2 separate regions of the Mus musculus genome follow, and region 2 is linked to region 1. A link is a contact called in public Hi-C data. All regions are on one chromosome and are shown on one strand. Each heading gives the region's core, a stretch centred on a gene start, on an enhancer-like site or on the middle of the called end of the contact. The rest is flanking DNA. Distances are from core to core; before and after follow the strand shown.

Evidence for each region. A called contact is a pair of places that touch in the nucleus more often than the background predicts.
Region 2: a contact with region 1 is called in a Hi-C map of granulocyte-monocyte progenitors, with 2.6 times the contacts expected there. The contact joins the promoter of Klf3 here to the promoter of Tlr6 in region 1. A contact is called at or near these places in 3 of 39 promoter capture datasets (the C10 cell line, macrophages and pre-B cells), 13 of 484 Hi-C or Micro-C datasets (the AML12 cell line, the Ba/F3 cell line, the C10 cell line and 7 more) and 3 of 115 datasets of contacts at active chromatin or transcription factors (the SCID.adh cell line, effector CD8 T cells and memory CD8 T cells).

The regions. Positions count from the first base shown.
Region 1 is chr5:64,954,988-64,962,939 of GRCm38.p6, reverse strand. It overlaps Tlr6 (toll-like receptor 6), which reads left to right and starts at 2,892. Exons shown (of 2, transcript NM_001359180.2): 1 at 2,892-2,917; 2 at 7,347-7,952. The coding sequence starts at 7,411.
Region 2 is chr5:64,799,441-64,807,392 of GRCm38.p6, reverse strand. Klf3 (Kruppel-like factor 3 (basic)) reads right to left here and starts at 3,872. Exons shown (of 6, transcript NM_008453.6): 1 at 3,602-3,872. It overlaps Gm38457, which reads left to right. Exons shown (of 2, transcript XM_006504241.4): 1 at 1-3,343; 2 at 3,434-5,023. The coding sequence starts at 3,104. The coding sequence ends at 3,898.

The DNA of each region.
Region 1 (7,952 bases), core at 1,643-4,142:
TAGATCCTCCTATGACACCAAGAGTCATGAGAAGAGCTTCAAAAATGGTGTCAACATCTGGCTCCTCTGAGCCTTTTTTAACAATTTGGGAGCACGGGAAGTGTTGGTAAGCTCCTGTTTCTAACATTCTGACTCATACTTGGTATCTCTGAGTGTCCTGTTCTTTGTCTATCTCAGGAGTGTGCACTGAGTAGTGTCTGTATCTTCCCACAGGCAGTGAGGATGCTTCGCCGTGTGCTTTCTCGTGTTAGACCCATTTCTAGCCCCGCCCCCAATCCATCCGATTATATTCTTGGCTTAATTTGTGCCCGCCCTTTGGGTTTCTCAGTCACATTTTTATTGATGTGTGGAAAACCTGACATAGTTTGGATACCATTACATGGTTGTACGCACTACAAATACCATTTTAATTCAGTCCGTGGTTTGTCTTCCCCACAAATTCAACAGCAAATGTTAGCTTTAATATCAGTACTTAATAATGTTTTCCTTCTGTCTGAACTGCGACAGGATATTAACTGGCTTTAGGCTATATTATCTTATTTATCCCACTGTGACATTTAAAAAAAATTAAAGTAGCATAACACATAAAATCGGATAGGGTGGCGCATGCTTGCAATGTCAACACCGGGGAGCCGAGGCAGGACGATATGAGACCCACTTGTAAGATGCTATCTCATAAAATATGAAACATCATATATGGTATTTTTTAAAGGACAAAGGGGGATAACATGGTGAATGGGACTCTCTCTTAGTTATGCTGGAAGACAAGAGTTCTGAAGAAAAGCATTGTATGTGTTCCAGTATATGCATGTGATAATGCTACTAGTCTCCTGTGGCCGATATAGGAAATTTCCTTTAGCCACGTGGCTTAAAACAACAGCAATGTGTTCCTCTTATGGCTCTAGAAATCAGACAGTTGGAAGTGAAGGCAGGGTGGTGCTCCCTCTGCCTTCTGGCCGCAGGCATCCATCGGCTTCTGACTCTGAACCTGAGTTCCGGCTTCTGAGTCAAATGGCTACCTCTCGGTGTCTCCTTATGTGAGACTTGGGACCTGGCACACTGTGATGCTGAGCACAGTCTTGGGACGGCCTGCCCCTGACCAGTCCATTTCTTAGCTACTCCTGAACCAGTGTGAGGTGGGGGTAGAACACTTATCTCCCAGCACCTTTATGAGTGTTGGTAAGTACTTGTAAAATGCCCAGAGTAAAGCTGGCAGGAAGACGAGCCCTGTATATGCGTGCTAGGCCATAGTTCTGCTTCCTGATTTGCTTCATGTGATCTCAATGCTCTATGATCTTTCTACTTTCCCATGTGAAAACATGGCTTTCACAGAATCCAAATCTCCTACTCTTGTGGCTTCTTTTTTTGTCAGTTATCATTCCAGCTGCTTGGTATTCATTATCATCCCTCGAAAAAAAATCACAACTCTGACTGTTCTGTAGATGAAAAAATAATCTCAGTGAGGTTACACAACTTGCCCAAAGCTACACAGTTGGCTAAGCGAGGCACTCAGCCCAATGTGTTCTCTTTTCTGCTCATTTTCCTGTCATGTGGTCCCTTCCATGTGAGTTGCATGAATTAGGTTGGCTCTACCCTTCCCCTTAGAGTTGTGACAGCTTCAACAGGAGTAGCACTTGCATCCCCAAAGGTCATCATTACTGTGCAATACAACCGAGATGTGAGTCATGTGACCGCTCTTCAATGCTAGGCGCACGTATGTGTGTGCCTGTATGCGTGCGTGCGTGCTTGCTCAAGCTTGTGTGTATACCTCTGAATCATGTGGTTTCTTAAGAAGCAGGCCCAGTGTTGCCTGCCATCCCTTGCATCTCATTGGCTCCTCTCCCCTCTGCCTAGGTCTCCAGTCGGGTCTGGATATCTCCACTCATTCGCTCCCTCCACACACTAGTTGCCAGCTTTGCCCCATCACTCCTTGCTGAGCCTCCCCAGTTCGGAGAAGACTTCCTCTTATGTTTGCTGAGTGACTATGAGCAGTAAGATGTTCTTCTTCGTTTCCTCCCGAAAGCAGAAGTGATTTCCAGCTTATCATTGGCCAACGTACAGTCTTGGTAGTTTTTTGTTTTTGTTTTTTTGTTCAAAGACGAGATGATGGTAGCCAGAGAGATCAATTAGGAGACGATCATCTAGTTAATCGAGTGAGAAGCCGGGATACAGGGACACCTGCTCAAAGTGTCTGCCCTTCATCCTCTTTGCCTTTCAGCCTTGACTAAACGTGTTTCTCAAATTCTAAACAGTCTTTAGAAAACCAAGTTCTAAGCTGCTGTGGAAGAAGACCAGCATCGCTTGCTCTTCCCGAATTAAGAACTGAAGCTCCCAGTAGTAGTGAATGTTGACAAACTGTCGAGGCTGGCTAAATGTGTATTGACACTGAAACTTCTCTTGAAAACCGGCTTTCCAAAAAGCACGCCATGAGCTTTAAGCTTATTTTGTTTTTAAAGTATCTCTGTCAGTCCCAAGGTGCTGAAACCTTGCTCGAATGACAGTGGTGATTTTGTAGGGGAAATATGAAGGATTGTCACAGCACAGAACTGAATCTCCTAACTTCTATCCTGGTGGCAATTTAAAATTCAGTCTGAAATAAAACAAAACAAACAACAAACAACAAAACTAAACAAAAATAAAAACCAAAAAGCAGACAAAACATACCTTAAATAAATACTCGTAGTAACACCAAAATGTTCATAATCTGCTTGTTTATATGAATCTAAAGATTGAAGCAAAGATTTATAGACGGCAGCTCAGAGCCCCTCTGCTTTGGAAGGGTTTTATACACGGGGTAATTCCAACGAGTACCAAGAGATGACGCCAAACCACTCCTAAGTACCGTGGTTCCCAGGCTTAGGACTAGGGTTGGTCAAGCAACTTATTTTTTCAGAGAAATTCGGAGAAGGAAGTCTTGGTAAGTAAGAAGGCTTTTCTGGATTTTTCAAATTACTGCGTTGATATTTCAATCGAGAAAGAAAATGGTACCGTCAGTGCTGGAAATAGGTAACCTTTCTTTGAAATTTTTACAAAACGATTTTGTGGCGGTGTTTTAAAGCGTGGCTGTCGTTTGGACTACCTAAGAATTTTCTGTGACTTTCGGGTAGACAGACAACAGCTGGCATTTCAGCGGTAGCCAAGGAAGTGAGTCGACTTCTGTGACTTTTCCTGTCCCGTTGGTTTGGGCTGTTTTCTCCTTTCACGAAGTTTTGTAGTCTTTTGTGGTCGTGACAGCACACTGGGCTGTGTGTATAAAAACAGTGTTCTGTTTCCTCATCACGTGGTACTATAATCTTTTATTAGTCTGTACCTCTCACTAATTTATGAGCGTTTTGGAGGAAGGATTTAATTCTGTCCCTCCTATGTGAATTCGTTTCCGCTGCGCTAGTTTTTGCCGTGCCCTTTGTCCACAGAAGAATCTGAAGAAACATTTGGTGGAAGTGACTGAGATCAAGATTCCCAAACTCTTTGTAACTTTGAATCCAGCCGGAAGCTGGCACTTGGCCTTCAAACCCAAAGTTTGACAGAGCCAGGTTTCTCTTGTGCTTGTGTTGACTTGATTACAACCCTCCCCCCCACCCCCCTTTTCTCATAGCTTTAGTTTTTACGGCGCTCCCTCCATCCGCCACCACTTTTGGTTTTGTGGTTGACTATTCTTTTCTCTTTCACTTTCTGTTTGATGTATTAAGCAAATTCTTATTGTCTCCTCATACTTCCTTTAAAATAAATAAATAAACCTTCCCCTTTGTCCCACCCATGCTACCTACGAATTCATTAAAGTCTGGGGCTGTTTGCCAGAATGTGCACCCTAGGAACATCTCGAGGTTCTGAGCATCTTCCAGGACGCGCATATCCATGTGGGGGACATGGCAGCTGAATGAATGACAGTCCCTTGAACATAGACACGTAAGCTGCCCTCGGGGGGTGGGGGAGGGGGATTTGTAGGAGGGGACCTCATCCGTGAATGTCCATTCTCTGCCACCTTGTTGAAGAGGTTGGGCCCTCTTTATGTGTGTATTTATATCATAAATAATACAAGCATGCTTGCATATAAAACTTTTTGGCGGGGTATATTTTAAGAGAGCTTTAATTGATTAGTTCTTTGAGAATTTTGAACACTGTGTTTTTCTTCGCCCCTTCCTAACTCTTAACCACCCACCCACCTGAGTGTCCCCCCAACCCACCCCCGTCCAATCCCATCAAATCCAACTTGTGCTATCCATGTACTCTTGGCTATGTTGCCTTATATTGGACTGAGTTAGGCTTACCAAGGGCTCCTCTTCTCCCGGCAACCCTCAACTGCCTCAGCACGGAGTGGAACATTATGCCCGCCTCCACACTCCAAGCTGAAATTCTGTTAGAGACAACTTTTCCCATTAATTAATTAATTAATTAATTCGCTCATTCATTTACATTACATCCCAATATCAGCTCCCTCTCCTATCAGTGCCCCCTCATGCAGCTCCTCTTCCAACTTCCCCCCTCCTCCTCCTCTGAGATGGGGGACTCCCCCCATATCACTTCACCCTGGCACATCAAATAAAGACGGCTTTTTACAAGATTGTAAGAGATAATAGCCTGAGACCCCAGAAGATGTTAAAAGTTTTGAAATTTTAGAAATACTTGAAACTGTAAAAAAGAAAATTAAATTAAGCCCTGATCCTGACATCACTGCTATTTGCATTAGGCATAATTTTTTCACATTCTTCCCCCACGGGTTTTGAGATGCTCTAATCTGTATTCTTACAAATTAGAGTCTTGGTGGGTGTGCAGTGTGGTAACCTTCCTTCCGGTCACTTAATGCTATATTGCAGGATTTTTTTTTTTAATGCAGTGACCGAGGCTGTATGTCGTGCCACGTTGTGAATGAACCATCATTTTCTACCCTAGCCATTCTGATCTTTCCGGTTTTTATCACGGTTTTTATCACGGTGTGAGCATCCCCACAACCTCACCGTCCTGTGGACCTCTACTGATCCCTTCAGTGAATGCTCAGCTGTGGAATTGCTGAAGTAAAGAGCAGCGAATTTTAAAGGAATTTACATAAATTACCACATTACCCAGTGGAACTACGCTAATTTTTCAGACTCATTTGCTTTGTTCCCACACTTAACTTTATAATTTCCTCACATCTTGAATTTATTGATACCTAGAGCTTCCACTCGATCAAGCAAGAACTCCCAACATGCGTCAGTTTCATTCCTTTTTTCTCCCAACATCTAATCATTCCTTCATAATCCTTGGCAAAGTTAAGTCCCAATTTCTTCTAAAAATATTTGTCATCAATATTTGCTGTGGCTCAGCAGTAAACATTACTACATTTTTGCTAATTACTTGTTCTTTTTCTTTTAAGAAATCTATTTGTTCATTGTTATATGTCTGAGCATTTTGTCAGCCCTACTGGTGCTGGGAGTGGCATGTAAGAACAACGTGTGTGTTCATGATCACTGAACCGTTTCTCCAGCCCCTGCCTTGCTTCTTTTTATCTTTCTTTTTTGATAGTACTAGGGCTTGAACATAGAACCTCAAGCATGCTAGACAAGTCCTCTATCACTAAGCCACTAGGAGTTCATTCTGGAACCTCCTTGCCGGGGCATTCAATTTCTTTCTCTGAGGATTGGACCCATTCTCCCAGAGTGTAACCATGGATCTGGTCTCCACACCTTCTAGCACTTCTTTTGTGGTTTCTCTTTGGCCTCCTATGGTGGGCCTTAGGGAAAATTCCCTTCTTGGTCTTCTATCCCACTCAATGGGGCTATTTTTATGATTCAGCTCGTCCAAAGAGTTCTCCATTTCAATCACTGGAGTTTTCAAGAGTCTGTTCCTTTCTGTTTCAGACTCTCACCTTGTTCTGAGGACAGACAGCATGTCATCTGTCCTATTCTTTTATCTGTTTCCCGGGTGAGTTTGGGTCCTTGCTACTGTGAAGTTGGTTCTTTGCAGGATTGTGAGTCTAGTTGTACAATCCAAGTGTTGGGGATCGCAGTGAAAGTGCTTACTACCCTGATTAATGAAAAAGATGGCTCAACACAGTCCGTTCTGTTGCTGCGGTAACAAACCATTGATAACTCTGCGCCTCAACATGAGGGACATTTATTGTTCTACAGTTCCACGATGCATCTTGTAGGTCTTTAATCAAGGCTGAATTCTTTCTATGTGCTGTTGAAGATCAAGCAATTCAACCATTTCTAGAAGCTGCCTGCATTTGTGGCCTTTCCTATGGCTTAAATATTGATGTACAGGATTCACACGCTAGAAACTTAACCACTAAAGTCATATGAAAATTACTTTTGGAGGCAGGGCCTTGGGCAGCACCATCATAAATGGATCAACCTTTTTATGGACTAATAAATTAATGAGACATAAAGGGAGTGGCTTGTTACAAGACTCTCCCCCCTCCCCCGCCTTATCTCTTTCATCAGGTCATGCTCTGTATGACATTAGGGCTTTGCAAAGAGTCCCCACCAACAAGGGGTTTCTCACCAGAGGCATCCCCTCAACTCTTGGCCTCTTAGCTTCCAGAACTGTAAGAATTATCCTTTACCAGTTTCCCAATCCCTGGTATTATATTATAACAACAAGAGAACGGATGAAGGTGGAGTCCTTCCTCCAGTGATGGAACCTGCCAGGATCTGAATGCTTCTGTTTCCCTGAAATGTGTATACCGACACCAAACTGTCAATGTGATAGCATTAGGGAACGGGTTGGGGGTTGGGGGAGAGAATTAAGTTGTGGAGACTTGATTGACTTCAAGGGCTGGTCCACAGTCTTTTGCTGGCTTCTGTCCCCTGATGTGACTCAGATATTTTTCAGATCTGTTCAGAGCCCCCATGGTATAGATTCTCGAGTGTGTATTTGTCTTGATACCCCTGGGCCTCTTTGCCCCCTCTGCCCTTCCTCCATCCCCTCTCCATTTCTCTTCTTGCTGCTTCTCCTGTGTGCATATCCTCTCTCCTGTTCTCTTACTTCCCTGTGTCTGTTGTTCATCCTTTGCTACCTCTGGTTCAGGTGGCTGCAGATCATACATTTGTCTTTAAATTTCGGATTTTGACAAACATCACCCTGAAGGCTGCTCCAGCCCTGAGAAAGCTCTGCATGGGAAAGAAACTTGAGGCCCCTAGAGAATCCTTTAGGAATCCCCAAGACTAATCAAAACAGATAATCACGGTACTTGGATTAAAAGTTCATATTGTTTCCTGTGGCTTCAGACCGAGACAATATCACATAAAAAATGGGGGTGGTGATGAGTGCAGGGTGGGAGAAGAAAGCTCTCAGAATCCTGGAAAATGGAAGCTTAAAACTCACCACTTAATCTTTATTCACCTTAAAGTCTGTCTTATTTCTAGAGCTTGGATCCAAGTAAAAATGCTGTGAAGAATGGTAAAGTCCCTCTGGGATAGCCTCTGCAACATGAGCCAAGACAGAAAACCCATCGTGGGGAGTTTCCACTTTGTTTGCGCCCTGGCCTTAATAGTCGGAAGCATGACCCCGTTCTCTAATGAACTTGAGTCTATGGTAGACTATTCAAACAGGAACCTTACTCATGTCCCCAAAGACCTGCCACCAAGAACAAAAGCCCTGAGTCTGTCTCAAAACTCTATATCTGAGCTTCGGATGCCTGATATCAGCTTTCTGTCAGAGCTGAGAGTTCTGAGACTCTCCCACAACAGGATACGGAGCCTTGATTTCCATGTATTCTTGTTCAATCAGGACTTAGAATACCTGGATGTCTCACACAATCGGTTGCAAAACATCTCTTGCTGCCCTATGGCGAGCCTGAGGCATCTAGACCTCTCATTCAATGACTTTGATGTACTGCCTGTGTGTAAGGAATTTGGCAACCTGACGAAGCTGACTTTCCTGGGATTAAGTGCTGCAAAGTTCCGACAACTGGATCTGCTCCCAGTTGCTCACTTGCATCTAAGCTGCATTCTTCTGGACTTAGTGAGTTA
Region 2 (7,952 bases), core at 2,623-5,122, 160 kb after region 1:
TCTCAAGACTGGTGGCTCAGGGCTGGTTTGCGTCCAGTCATCTCTTAAATAAGTCCATCTCAAACTGTAGACCATTCCTTTAGGTCTTAAAGAAAATCCCCAAGTAAGTTTGAAAAAGACACATAAAAGTCCCCACCCCCAACTCTTTCTTTTAAAGAAAAAGTTTCTCAAGAGCAGGGAGAGAGAGAAACTTACTAAACAGTTTATCCAGACTGTGGAGGCCACGAGCTAAAGATTGAAAAACTGATTATTATGAGAAAGATACGCATCTCTCTGTTTTCAAAACAAGATTACAATTTTCCACACCATCATTCAAGAAAACCAATCAGCACCTACCTCTCCTTTTCCTTAAGATTTTTATTCTTAACATGGGCTAGAAATCACCTCTAGGATATAGTAGTCTTTGCCCTTAAAAAATATTCTGCTGGTTTAATCTTTATCCCTAAAAGAAATAACCCTGGATTTTTTTTTTTCTTGATACATGTCATGGTTTGCTTGAATAATTTTTTCTAGAGATTTCTCCTTCAAAACAAGCAAGACTCTGCAACTCAAGCCCAGGTGGCTAAGCTATTTAAATTTTCCATCCCCTGGGTCTACCTGGGGCAGCCCAGAGTGAAAATGAGCAAGGGTGGGCCAGAGCTTTCGCATAATGCCAGATCTTTAACTCCAAGGTGTTAATCCTGATCTAAACTTGACAGCTCCAGGGCAGTGTGCCTATCTCCCGACAATGGCTGTATCCACCTTCACAGGAAAACTGCAAAAACACCTTCCTTTAGATTTGTCCATATGCCCACAAAATCCCTAACATCCCATCAGCGGGATAACTTTTAAAAGGTAAAAAGTATCGATTTGCCCCTTTAACAGTGGGGCAAAGGGTGTGTGTTAAAAGGTTAACTGACTTCTCAATTATGACATAACACAGGCATCTTGAGCAATCACAGTGTAGAGACATGATAGCTCCCTGGGTGGGGATACAAAGTTTAGGGGCAGGGACCATGGCCTGGTTTAGGCTACTGATCGACCAGAAAACAGCCTGAAACAGGAAAGAGCACACATATGCCACTTGGAATGTATGACGCAAACCCCAGCCTTGAAACAAAGAACAGGAAACAGCCCGGCCGGCAGTGCTGGAGAGAGAGCACAGAGAAACATTTAGCCAGCCCTCCCTGACCCTATATTCATGAGCAGCTGGAGTTTTTTAAGACAACAACAGGGGGGTGGAGGTGTTTGTTCTATGGGTGTGAATAATAACACCAGCTTTATACAAGGGGACCTGCCCTATTTACAAACAGGAGCTGGGGCATACACTAAACATCCCAAGCACACATGCGATTTTATCATCTCCAAGCTGCAGAGACCTTCCGAGTTACCTAGTGCCAGCCTCCTTCCTGATTTCTTTTGTCCCTTTCAGCCAGGTCCCAAGGGCTAACAGCCCTGACTAAATTCTACGATGGAAAATGATCAGATCTAGCCCAGATCTAGCCATCATGCATATTGAGGAAGATCTAGAGAAGGCACTGCTGTAAAAATCCAGGTTACAACTGGGTTATCCCACAGAACCAAAGCTGGACCTAGTTCAAGCTTCCTTTGGTCACAGCTAGACAGAAGACAGACTTGGCCTCTTTAGCCACTTGAAAATCTCGTTTTTTTTTTTTTTCAAATGTAGTCAAGGACATAGCTACTCACTGGTTCTCCACATAAAGCTACTGAAAGTCACCCTTTTGGGAATGTGATTTTTACTGCAATTCGTAAACTCCAGCACCAGTTTTACCAGATAATCTAACAATGACTCTTTTCCCTGAGATATTCAAAGGCAGCAGGGTCCATTTAAAGTCCCACCCACAGTAGTTTTTTCTTTACATGTTGTTAGCCAAGATGATTTAACTCAACTCAGGTTTCCATTATCAGGGACTTACGGATTGGTCTGTAGACAAAACTACAGGTTAACAAGAAAAAAAAGGGGGGGAGGGGGGAAAGGCATCGCTGTACCCATAGCAACAAGATTGCATTTTAATATAGAAACTTTGCAGCAGAGAGACAATAGCTCCCTCCACAGCTATGTAGTTTTGTATTGGGAAGGGTTTGCAACCCAAGCAGCTACTGTCACTCCTACACTTTGATACTCTCCTTAATTTCAGCCAAATGGTCACTACAGAGCACCTCCACAGGACTTGGCTAGCGGCGACGGTCTGCAGCAAACCTCAATGATGAGAAAACTGATTTTTCTCTAGGGAGTATAAATTAATCAAACATCTTCTTTCAGGTTTCTCTAAACAGCCTAAGGTAAACACGCACGTTTAAGCCACGGAATAACTCAGGGGGCTCTTTCTTCATAAACCCTAACTTACAAAATTATTAAGATGTTTGTTACATTCCTGGGATGAGGCAAGTTATCATGCAAGCAGAATTTCTTATAAAAAGTGTTCCTCAAATTTATGCATAAAGTTCTCATTTATCTTAACTGGCCCACGTTCACTCAATTTTGCTTAGTGACAAGATATCAAATCCAAATGAATTCAGAATACCAATTCATACTTCCCCCCCAACACCACTCTTGAGAATAAAGTATCTCCAACAATATTAGAGGAAAAAAAATATAAGTTCTTAGAACCAAATCTCATGACTCCGTGTAAAATAAAATCTCAATGACTCTGTGTAAAGTGTTTATTTTGAAGAATACAAGGTAAACATTATCCAGTGTCCATTTAACCTGAATTATTCAAAGGCTCATTCATATTCAATTAGTATTATTGTAAAATACTACTATTGTAAGTACTGCAGTAAAAATTTACAGAAGTGTTTCTGTTATCCGCCAAAGACATGGATATGACAATTCCAACTCTTATTTGCCACCTCCAAGCTATCCAAAGGTTCTGGTCCACACCACTGTCCTGTGGTCCCTACAGGGCTCCGGTTCCCTAACACCGAAGGCGCTCTGCACTGCTAGCCACGCTGCAATCCTTTGCTTCAGGCACTGCGGCAGGTTCTCTCCAAGTCCCCAAAGGCAGTCTCTCCAAACCTCGGTGGTTCTTTTCCTCCCCCCTGCCTTCCCCCACAAGCCAAATGACCCAGCAGTTAGCGCGCTCCGGGTACGGAAAAGGGGATGCTTCTTCAGTCCCAATCGCCCCCAAGTTTCTCGCCAGGGGCGCTGGAGGCTGGGCTCCAAGTTTGCTGGGCGGCAGCTGGGGGGCGCGGGCGGGGGGCGGGAGCCCCGAGTCCAGGCGGGAGGGGGAGGAGCAGGCGCGCGGCCTCGCCGCTACCTGGCTCCTTCCAACGCGGCCGCTCGCGGGGTGCGCCGGGGGCTCCGATGGGAACCGAGCGCGGGGGACCCGGGACCACACAGGTGAGCCCCGCCCGCGGGCTCCCAATCCACCGAGTTCCCCTATCCCACGATCCCGCCCGCCATCCCCTCCCCCTCGCTCCTCCACCCCAGCTCCGAAGCACTTTCCCAAGCCCGAAGGAGCCCTCGCTGCACCCCGAACCCGTTCTCCGCGTCCTGCTTTCTCCGAAGGGAAAAAAAAAAGGAGAGAAAGAGAGAGAAGCAAGCAGATGCGGCGCAAAGCGGGGCGCAGGACGGCAAGGTGAGGGCGCGGGGACTTACTCTGCCAAGCGCGGTGCCGAGCGCAGCGGCCAAGAAACCCAGGCCCGGCTCCCCGGCGCCCGGAACCCCGCGGGCCGGCAGGTCAAGCGCTTCGGGCCGGACGGCGTCCGGGATAGGGACCGCGACCGCACGGACGCGCGGGTGGGGTTGGCTCGGGTGGCGCTCGCACTGCGCTCCGGCCGCGGCTCCGCGCGGCTCGGCTCCCCGCTCCCCTCTGGCTCCTTGGCACCAACTCTGGGCAGTCACATGACGCCGGCGCCGCTCGCTCTGCGAGCCTCCCCGGGGCTGGCGGGGTAAGTAGAGGCTGGGAGCCGGGGTGGGAGGGTCAGGGAGGGGCAGCGGGAGCCGCCACAGCCGCCCGGGCTGGGAGGGGTCCCCACCCACTTGGGTGGAGGCAGCCGCCGGAGGGGTCGGCGAGTCACTGGCAAACACGCACCCCGCCCTGCCCTTCCCCGCCCCCGCCTCCCGCGCCGCCCCCGCCCGCGCCCCGCCCAGTCACCCGGGGCCAGCCTGACAGACACTCATTATTCCCCGGAGCCGGGCGCCGCCCCGCCGGCTCGACCTGTCCCGGGAGGCGCGGCGCGGCCTCGGGGCTGGGCGTGAGCGGCCCCCGCCCGGCTCTCCACCCTGGGCCTCCACCCCGCCTGAGCGCTCCGCCCGGCGCCCTGAGCCCGCGGCCCCGCCCTAGCTGTCCTGGCCTCCTCGCTGCGGCCCGAGCCCCGGGGGGAAGGAAGGGCGGCGTTGGCCCGCTCCGGGCGTCACACGCTCTACGGCCCCTAGCGCCGCTTCCAAAACACACAGCCCGGGTTCGCAGGCGAGCCGAGGAGTGGGGGAGCGAGGCCGTCAATCACTCGCTCCCGCGGGAAGGGCCGCCCCTCCCGGGCAGAGGGCGGTGGAGCGGGTGTTGCGGCCCAGGATGCCCTGTCCCTACGTCGGGGAGCGCGGTGCTCCAGGAGCGATCGCTGCCTTGTGCACAGGGGTCGCGCTGCAGCCTGCGCGCTGGCGCTGTTCGGAGACTTCGGGTCGCCCCTGTTCTTTCGCCTACCCTGCAGGGGCCGCTTCCAGCCTGGAGGGACTTTTCTTGGAAAGGTGGAGACCCCCGGAGGAGTGCGACTCCCCAAGGGCCCGATGCTCTGGAGCGAAAAGGCGTTCGCTGGTCAGCCTTGCTGCCAGAAAATTTAGCAAACTTCGGGCAGATCCTCCCACCTGGGGCGAGAGCTCTGGCTGGCCTGGGGCTCAGCCCCGGGACCTTTCCTTTCACACTTTAAGAGCCTCAAGGCACTTTTTCCGTGGAAACCAGGCCAGCGCGAGGACAACTTCGCTGAGCTTGGTGCTAGGCTAGAGTCGGAGGCTTTTGAGTTTCCTTTTAAAACAGTATTAATGTAATAAGGAACGCAATAAAAAGAACAAAGGACAAATTGGTTCAATTGTTTTAGTTCTGTGTAATGTTTTAAAACAACCCGGCTTCAGTCTATGGCTTGTTATTACTTCAAGATGTTTTAAAGGCCCTGTAAGTTCACCATTCTCACTTCACTTTGATGCTTCAGCCAGGCATGGTACTACTTAAAACGTAGTGATACATAGATTCCCCACTCCTTGTTGTAACTACAAGGTACAATTAAACTAGAACCCAGTAACCTCCAACACTGAAATTGTCTGTCCTGAGGAGACCCAGAACCCACTAGTTCACATTCCAGTATAATGTCCTGTTTAAAATGTAAGTGGTGAGGGTCTTGGGTGGTTTATTTCCAAATAAAATAGTCAAAGAAAAAGTTGGGTTTTTGTTTGTGTGTGTGATTTGTAAATTGCTGCTCCTAGGTGACCAATCATTAGCAATATATTTGAATGGCTAGGATTTAAATGAGAGATAGAAAGAAAAAAAAAGATAAAGTAGATCAGATGGCTTGAAAAGTGGCCCAAGATAAGAAGGGTGGGGATGGGGGTGGGGGTTAACACCTTAGTGAGCACTGATTTGGGTGCCTCTAGGGAAAAAGATCTAATCAAAGCCTGAGTGCTTGTAGTGCTGAGTAGCTCAGCAAGAGACACAGAAACTCTTCCAGGTGGGCAAGTCGGAACTGCCTGAAGTCATCCCTGACCCTTGCCCCTCCCTAGCAGATCGCCAAACTGTCTCCCATCATTACTTACTCCTTGGCCACTACCCTGGTACACCCTGTTGCAACAGTGTCTCCCATTTGTAGCATGATTAAAGGTGTGGGAAGAGAGTGGAAGCAATGGAGTAAGAATGTCCTTTCTAAATAAAGTACAGATCTAAATGTGTCAGTTTCTTGGGTGACTCAGTTTGGGTTCGACCTTTCTATCTGTACCGAAGGGTATCTGTCTTAGTTACTTTTCTATTGCTCTGCTGAATGCCATGATCAAGCTACCTTCGAGAAGGAAGGGTTCATTTGGGGTTTGTGGTTTCATCCTCATCACCATCACCGTGGGAAAGTGTGGCCCCAGGTAGGTATGGCAGCAGGACCTGCTGAGAGCTTACATTCTGAACTGGAGAAGCATAGCACTAACTGGGGATGGGGTGGGGTGGCCTTTTGATATCTCAAGCCACTCCCCAGCAACCCCCTTCCTCCAGCAAGGCATCTCCCAAACCTCCGGAAACAGGGCTACCAACAGGAAACCAAGTATTCAGGTGCCCAAGAAGATCTCATTCAGACCAGCACGTTCTGCTCACTGGCATCTCTAGTCTGACCATACAGTAATGCAAAACACATTTAGTCCAGCTTCAAACGTCCTCATAGTCTTTCAGTCCCAACCCTGATTTCTAAGTCCAAAGTCTCTTCCAAGGCTCAAGACAATCTCTTAGTTATAACTTTCTATAAAATTTAAAAGCAAGTGACATGCTTCTAATGTACAGTGGCACAGAATATACACAACCATTTCAAAAGGGAGGGATGGAGGTATAGAGAGCAAATACTGGAGCAAAGCAACTCTGAACCGCAGCAGGGAAAAACTCCAAAGTTCTCTATCTCTTTGTCTGATGCCAAATGTCTCTAACATTCCAGCTCTGCTGCCGGTAACACACTCGTCTCTCTTGGGTCCATTCCACGCCTTATGGGCAGCTCTCCTTGGTAGATATCTCACTGATATGGCATCTCTAACAGCTTGGGCCTCACTTCCACAGCTTCACACAAGTAACTTTCGTGTCCCCGGAGAAGAGATTTCTCTGCCAAAGACCTGGCCTCGGTGGCACTCTGAAACCGTGGAGACTGGACAGTCCCTTTATTTATATAGCCTTCATGACTAAAGTCAGTATCGCATGGACGACACTGCCCAGTTTGGCTGCCAGTTTGGGATGGACCCTGTTCCCCTTGAATGCATTTGCTGTAGCTTTTGTGTTTGTTCCTTCCTAGGAGAAGATAATTCTTTGGAAGCTTAGCTGGGTGGGGTCTTGCCCTTGGAGCGCTCTCACCTTTCTTCCAATGCAGCTCAGACCCATCCTTTGTCTCCTTATCTCTTTCTTCACTAGGCTTGTCAGCAGCACTAAGGCTCACAGTGCTCTTTTTCCTCTTCAAACTGTCCGTCCTGTATTTCTTCGTATGCTACTTGCTCTTTTTACTGTAGACCTATATAACCATGCAACAGTCATTATTAGGCTGTCTTGAAATGTCCTCCAAAGGAATCAGGTCACCAATTTTGAACTTCACCTCAGGCAAATTCTTAGGACAAAGGCAGAGGCAGATACCACTTTTGCTAAAGTTTCACAAGAGCTGCCCAGTTGCTGTTAAAGTCCTTGCTTCCTCTGAAGCCTTTTGAGCTGCTCCTCCAAAGTTCCCAAGGCTATCAGCACTGTCTTCCAAGGCCATCCCACTAAATCCTGCTTTAAAAATTCAACTGTGTTCTAGTCGAAAGGTCCAAAGTCTTCTACTTTCCCCCAAACCCCACTCCTGGTTAGTCTGTCACAGTAATACCCCACTCCTGGTACAAACTCCAGTCGTAGTTCATTTTCTGTTGCCATGACTAAAACATCATAACCATTACAACATAGAAAAGGAAGAGTTTCTTTTGGGCTCATGGTTCAAGAAGGATGAGAGTCCATCACTATAATGGTATGGAAGCTTGGCAGCAGACAGGCATTGCCACAAAGAACAGCTGAAAGCTCACATCTCAAATGGCAGGCAGCAGAGGGATATGTTACAGGATATCTAAACCTGTTTCTAGTTAGGGTGTGGCTCAGCTCTTAGCACATACCTTCCATGCCTCTGGCTGGAATATAGGCACATCCTTAGTACCCACCTTTGATCCCAAACAATGAAGGTAAAGTTAGTTGGTAGAAGGAAGCACCCATGTTTGAAATTGATCTCTAATTGAGTGGCAGAAAACGTGACAAGTCAGAGAA